Regions from separate parts of the Mus musculus genome. Here region 1 is linked to region 2. A link is a contact called in public promoter capture Hi-C data. All regions are on one chromosome and are shown on one strand. Each heading gives the region's core, a stretch centred on a gene start, on an enhancer-like site or on the middle of the called end of the contact. The rest is flanking DNA. Distances are from core to core; before and after follow the strand shown.

The links. Capture Hi-C pulls out chosen DNA fragments and counts their contacts.
Region 1: a contact with region 2 is called in a promoter capture Hi-C map of liver. The contact joins the promoter of Ramp2 here to the promoter of Atp6v0a1 in region 2. A contact is called at or near these places in 4 of 39 promoter capture datasets (3T3-L1-derived adipocytes, cranial neural crest and liver), 3 of 115 datasets of contacts at active chromatin or transcription factors (extraembryonic endoderm stem cells, memory CD8 T cells and pancreatic cancer cells) and 3 of 9 other capture datasets (adipose tissue, liver and pancreatic islet).

The regions. Positions count from the first base shown.
Region 1 is chr11:101,245,011-101,248,284 of GRCm38.p6, reverse strand. Ramp2 (receptor (calcitonin) activity modifying protein 2) reads right to left here and starts at 1,951. Exons shown (of 4, transcript NM_019444.2): 1 at 1,713-1,951; 2 at 1,141-1,230; 3 at 597-699; 4 at 35-474. The coding sequence starts at 1,833. The coding sequence ends at 219.
Region 2 is chr11:101,008,030-101,011,170 of GRCm38.p6, reverse strand. It overlaps Atp6v0a1 (ATPase, H+ transporting, lysosomal V0 subunit A1), which reads right to left and starts at 1,730. Exons shown (of 22, transcript NM_016920.4): 1 at 1,607-1,730.

The DNA.
Region 1 (3,274 bases), core at 702-3,201, 240 kb before region 2:
TATCATCCATACTGACCCCACTAGGAAGGCAATATTGTACAAAAACATAACTTTATTTTAAAGACTACAAACATTGTGTCGTGAGTCCCCTTTGCTGCCATTTCCACCAATCCACAGGTCTGTGGGAAGGATGAGAGTAAGTGGGTAGGGAGGGGAGGAGCGCCATTCCTGGTTCCAGCAGGGAAAAGGGGGGAAAAATGGCTGCTGAGAAATGGACCCTAGGCCTGGGCATCGCTGTCTTTACTCCTCCACACCACAAGAGTAACAAGGAACGGGATGAGGCAGATGGGGGCTATGATCATGGCCAGGAGCACATCCTCTGGGGGATCAGAGAAGGTGGGCTGCACCAGGGAGCAGTTCGCAAAGTGTATCAGGTGAGCCTCAAGGATGATGTTTTCTGCCAAGGGATTTGGGAAGCCCAGCCCAAACTTGTCTGCATTGTATTCCAAGCAGTTCTGCAGGTCGCTGTAATGCCTGGGAAGCAGTAGGGGGTTTGAGTGAGGGAATGGATGGGCACAGGGAGAAGGATGTTCCCGCCCACAAGGAACAGGTCCAACTCCTGGCCTGAGCCATCCATCCTTCAACACTGCCCCTACCTGCTAATCAAAGTCCAGTTGCACCAGTCCTTGACAGAGTCCATGCAACTCTTGTACTCATACCAGCAAGGTAGGACATGTGTTTCGTAGTCTTCCATCTTCCCTGTGGGGACATAGGCTTCACAAAGACCACACCCCTGACCTTCCCTCCAAGCCTTCCGATCCAGGTATTTCCAAAGTACAGTCCTCTGCCTTCAGAGAAGGGAATCCCCTTTGAAAAGTTCCCTAGCAGGACACTCGTGACTAAGAGGAGCATTCTCTCTCAGGACTCAGTGCCTCAGGGATCCTGTAATGGCAATCATGTGCATAGAATTTCCTTTCCTAGCCCTGAAAGCATATCCACACACACCCAGTCTTGCCCTTCTTACCCAACTGGGGCAAGACACTGGCCTGTGTGGTAGGGAGAAAGACCATAGGAACCCCAAGAGACACCAGAGAGGTTAGAGGGCATCAGTTGGTCCTCAGGTTGTCTTGTGAAAGGATTCCTCCCGTGTTGGGTTTATCCTTCCCTCTAGGTCACTCTCCCACAGACTTAGGCACTCACCTTTTGACACAAGGCTGTCCTCAGTGGGATGAGATTGATTCTGGGACTCCGGAAGAGATTGGTTCAGGGACTCCGGAGAGGCTGAGACAGCTGTATAAAGAAATGAAAGGAAAGGCCTGAATAGTGGTGGGGAGAGGTCTGAATAGTGGTGCCTGTTTACGGGTAGTGACCAAGGCCCTGGGAAGTCAGCACTGCTTTGGAACATAAAGAGGAATAATCTCCCCACCTCCCCCATGGGATTATCCTATTGAGGGAAGGGAGCGGCTGGTACCAGCTGCGTCCCAATCACATCCTGGTCCAAAGCCCCCTCCCTCTTTATCAGTCCTGAACCTCCTAAGACCTCTCCGTCCGGTCTGGGCAGGCACCCCAGCTTTTAAGTAGGAAGCAGCATTAAGTGGGAAGTAGCCGGCCTGCGCCAACCCAGAGATGTATTCAGGACCCATCTGCAGTTCAGAGGTGCTCCGCACGTCGATTGGTACTCGCAGGGTGGTCCCGTGCTGGCCTCGATGTCCCAGGCCCCTTCCCCTCCCGGACCTCCCACATCTCCCACCCGGGCCCGACACGGTGCTCACCGCCCAGCAGCAGCAGCAGCAGCAGCAACAGCGGAGGGAGGCACAACGCTGTCGGCCGCTGGGCGCGGGTCACACCAAGCCGAGATCCACCCGGGGCGCGCTCTACCCGGAGCGGGGCCATCACGCCTTGGGTGAGATGGCGAGGAGGGGCAGCGGAGCTGAGCTGGCCCGGGCGGGGGCGCCTATATCCCCGGCCCGAGCCGCAGGAAGCTGCGCCGCTTCCTCGGAGGGGCTGGCACGGCGGCGGCCACGTGGGGGGCGGGCTGCAGGGGGAGTCACTGCCGCACCCGCGCCTCGCTCGGCCCGGAGCGCCCTGGCCCACTCTCGCTTCCAGCTCGGGCTGCGGGGCTGGACAGCTCCCCCTGTACCCCGTGAACTGCGATCCACTTCCCTCCCTGGACTAGCTCAAGTCTCCCAGCATCAGCCGAAGGATTCCAGTCGTTCACTCCTTCTCGCACCGGAGGGGTGGGGACCAGCTGCCGTCCCAGACCTGGGGAAGAAGGAGGCAGTTGGGAGCTCCAAAGGCCTCCGATGCCTGGGTATCTGAGGCAGGGGAGTTTGGGGGAAGCGGCGTCAAGAGCTGCGCCCGCCCCACTTTCTTTTCCCAGGGAACACCCACTGATGTCTGCCAAAATCCGGAGAGGAGAGGGGCCTGGCTCTACTGAGAAAGGAAGAAGGTCTGAGAAGCAGGGTAGGGAGGAGTTAAAGTCTAAATAAACCCCCTTCAATGTAAATTCTGAGACCTTTACCCACAAACCTGATATTGGAGTGCAAAAAGTAAGTTGACTACATTTCCAGGAAAATGGCTACCCAGGTTGCTAGAGCGAAGGGAGATACTAGAACTTCCAATGTGCTTCTTAGTGTTTGAGGTGAGTTGTTGCTGTGGTGGTTGCTGTTGCTGCTGCTGCTGCTCCTGGAACCTCAGCCCCAAGGCAAGCAAGCATATTATCACCATCACCTATTTTATAGAGGAGGAGGCAGCTAAAGCTCAAGGAGAGACCCCAGGACTTGAACTGAAAAGTTCTGTTCCCAAATCTACCTTCCCCAGCTCTACAGCCTTGGAGTCTTATACGGTTGTCCGTTGTTTTCTCATGCACTATTAGGACCTTGCTCTCCTCCTGCTCTGGAGGAATCTCCTTTGTGGAAAGAGAAGCCGGTTTTCTTTTTTTCCTTTCCTGAGTGACTTGGCTAAGGTCACGTTTTACTGGGAAGCCCCAAAGGCTCAGTCTGGGCCCCCAGGGACCCTGCCAGCTATCACAACTCAGCTGTTGCTGTATATTGGGCCAGCCAGCCATTAGCCTGAATTAGCCCAGGGGCTTGTTTGGCCGCACTTTTCAACTCCAGGCACACAGCTGTCAGCGCAAAACTTTCCCAATTACTCCCAGACATTGACCCTTGAACTCAGCTGTTGCTGTTGTCCCAGTTTACTGATTCCTGTCCACCAAAGTTATCTTTTATGGTCCTCCCTTAAAAAAAAAAAAAAAAAAAAAAAAAGCATTGCAAGACTTCCAGCTGGCCACAGGCAGCTGGAATTAATTATAGGCAGCTATAAGGGGTAGGGG
Region 2 (3,141 bases), core at 481-2,980:
ATTACAGGGATACACCAACATGCCCAGAGCTTTTTTGTTGCTACTGTTTGCTTTTTCACACTTGACACAAACTTTCCTGCTAAAACCCTCTTCTTTGTTATTTCATTTTGTTTCTTGGGTTTTTTGTGAGCAGGAAACAATAAAAGAGATTTTAACTACCCTCTTATATAAAAGATGTGACTAGCTGTGACTGCTTCCCCTCTCACTGACAATGCCCACTTCCAACATCTAAAATGTCCAGCACTATCTGAAAGCTATGGCTAAAAGGATCAAGCTTCCAAACTCCTGGGAAAACAGTATTCCTCTTCTAAGGAACTCCAACATATTAACATCATTTTAAAAAAAGACAAAGGAGCCCACACAGCTTAATTTCAATTCAGGCATGACAGGAAAACGTTGGTAATGACAAAGCACTTTTAACAAGCCGGAGGAAAAGCCTTCCACCTCTGCAGCTTCCTGCGACTCATCCCCATCCTCAAAGACAACTGCCTTCTTCTATCTGTCAAGTCTCTCCTAGGAGCCTGAAGGCTTCCGTTCAGGTCAGCAGCTGGCGCTATCAGTGGTACTGAAAATGCAATTATTTATTCGCGATAAGCTCCCCGCTCAGCTTCGGTACAGCAGCATCTGCAGTATCTATCCTCAACAGATCATCATGCACTGCATCACTTTTAATGTCGTAACGTCATGCAAATTCCATGTTAATCGATAGATAAGACTGATGTTTCCGAGAAGATTTGCCCTTCGGGAAGGCAGGAAGACATTTTGAGGAACCCGAAAAACAAATCCTTTCGGCATTAGGTGTTCAAGGAGAGCAAAATAACACACTCGACTAAAAGCAAGCATTTCTCAAGAGATTATGTGGGTTGACTTAAGAATATGAATCACCCACATAAGCTATAACCAGTCCTTTCCACCTTGAACGAGGATAGATGCCACAACCTCAAAATAAATGAAATCATGTCTGACAGGCATAGCTGACAGGGCTGACAGGGCTGACAGCCTCCAGTGAGTTACCGCCCTCCTCCTGTTCCTTCATGATTACAGGCCTCTCCAAGACTATCTCTACCCCCACTGAAACCAAACACAATACGAATTTGGAAAAGCGGTTTCCAGGGGTCGCGAAATGAAGTACGAAGAAAGTAATTCTGCAAAAGGGTGATCCAAACCCAAGGTCCTCCCAGGAGGACTCTCGCTCGGATTCTCCAATCCTCCCTTTCTAGCAGGGAGCATTTGTCGTTCACCTCTTCGTTTCTAAGCTGCACAGTGAGAGCGCAGAAATTTTCTGGACCAGGCATAACCTGTCTCCTGGTTAGGGAAGAAATCCCCAAATTGTAAGACCCTTTAAGAAATCCCCCCAGATCACTCTGCCTATCCGATCTCTTCTGTCCTTTCGCCTCCTCCTCTCCCGGGTCATTCCTGAGCAGTGGCCCTCCAGTTCCTCTGCCCACAGGAAGGGTGTCCGAAGAGGGAGATGAGCCCCCCATATTTTTCTCAGAGACCTAAGATCCTGGCTAATTCTTCTGACAAGCATCCGAGGTATCCGAGTGCGCTCCACGTCCCCTCGAAAGCCACTCGGGGAAGCGCTCTTTCTACAACCCCAGCTCACCTCTCGCCGGCTCCGCCGCCGCCGCGACCGCAGCCGCCGCAGCAAAGCGACCCCGGCTCAGGCTGAGCAGAGTCGCCGACCAGCGTACGCAAGCAAGGCTCCGCCCCCACGCCACCGTCGAGTCCCGCCCCCGAGATGATTTCATCTCAGTTGACCAATAGGATGCTGCCTCTCCCCTGCTGCCGCAGTGCAGAGTCTATGGGGCTCGGGCGAGTCCTGGTGTGCAGTCGCCATCTTTGTTCCGGCGTTGTGATTTCTATCCCAGTTTGGAAGTCATCTGGGCTGGGCGTGTGACTTTTGAAGTGTTTGCCTTTTGAGCCCATCAGAATCCTTTCTCTCTATTATCCTCGGAGCAAGGTTACCTGCCATCTCTACTTTCCAGAGAACCAATTCACAACTTTTTCTTGGAGAAAGCAGCATGAAAGAAATGGGCACATTATAGAATGATCTGAGAGCTTGAAGGGAGCCTCAAAGCTAGTCTTCTTTACGTATACGCATCCTATGTCGTTCTTAGACCTCTGAAAATATTTGAGCCCCAGACTGGAGAGCGACTTAAGATAAGTCCTATATTAGAGACATAGGATCTCGTCCACTTACAAAGTATCGGATTCATTCTTCCAGCAGCTACCTAGGATTTACACTTATCCAAATTGGAAAAAAAAAAAAAATCCCCGGAAGACCACATGTTGACAAAGTAATTATTTTTATCTTGCTTACTAGGTTTCTGTGAACCCATCTGACCACGTAGGAGTTTTCAGTTCCTCATATATCTTTTGAATGCAAAATAATACCTACCTTTTTTTTTTAAAGCTCCTTTTCTAAATATTGATAGAGTCCTTTCCCCCCAATTAAAGAAGAGTAGGGAGTCAGCAGAAACATCAGGAGGAACTTGGAGAACTGGTCAGTCAGTCTCTGTGGGTGGCGGAACTCATTGAGATTCAAGTGTAGTGAAGGAGGTATTTCGGATTTAAAAAAAAAAAAAAAAGCAACTTGTACTGATAATTTTTATCTGCTTGGCAGAAGTATTACAAAACGTGTTTTGTGAGCCCGAACAAAATGATGGACACAGTGAACATTTTATTTGAATTTTTCTACTGCACATGGTAATTGAAGGTATTGCTTCATTACAATTCTCTCGAGAAGCAGCATTTCTGAGACCTAGGCTTTACGGTTTTCACATTCTGAAGCTCCTTCTACAGGCAGGGACCCACAATTGAAATCCTGCCAAGTATTTCACAATGACTGTCACTTCCTTCCTCGTAGACTTAGAAAAAAAAAGCTAACCTCAGAGTCAGCTGCTTCCTAACCGCAAACAAGTGTTTCATACACTACCTGTAAGAAAGCCTATCCCGGACTATAGTTCACTTGAGTTGTTTCTACACCCCACGCCGTGGTTTCCCTGAAAGTACATCCTCTTAGAGGTCCAATAATAATAATAATAATAATAATAATAATAGTTATTATGGAGGTCAGAGAACAACTTAGTGGGAGTTGGTTCTCTTTAACCCCGAGTTACCCAGGAATTGAACTTGGGC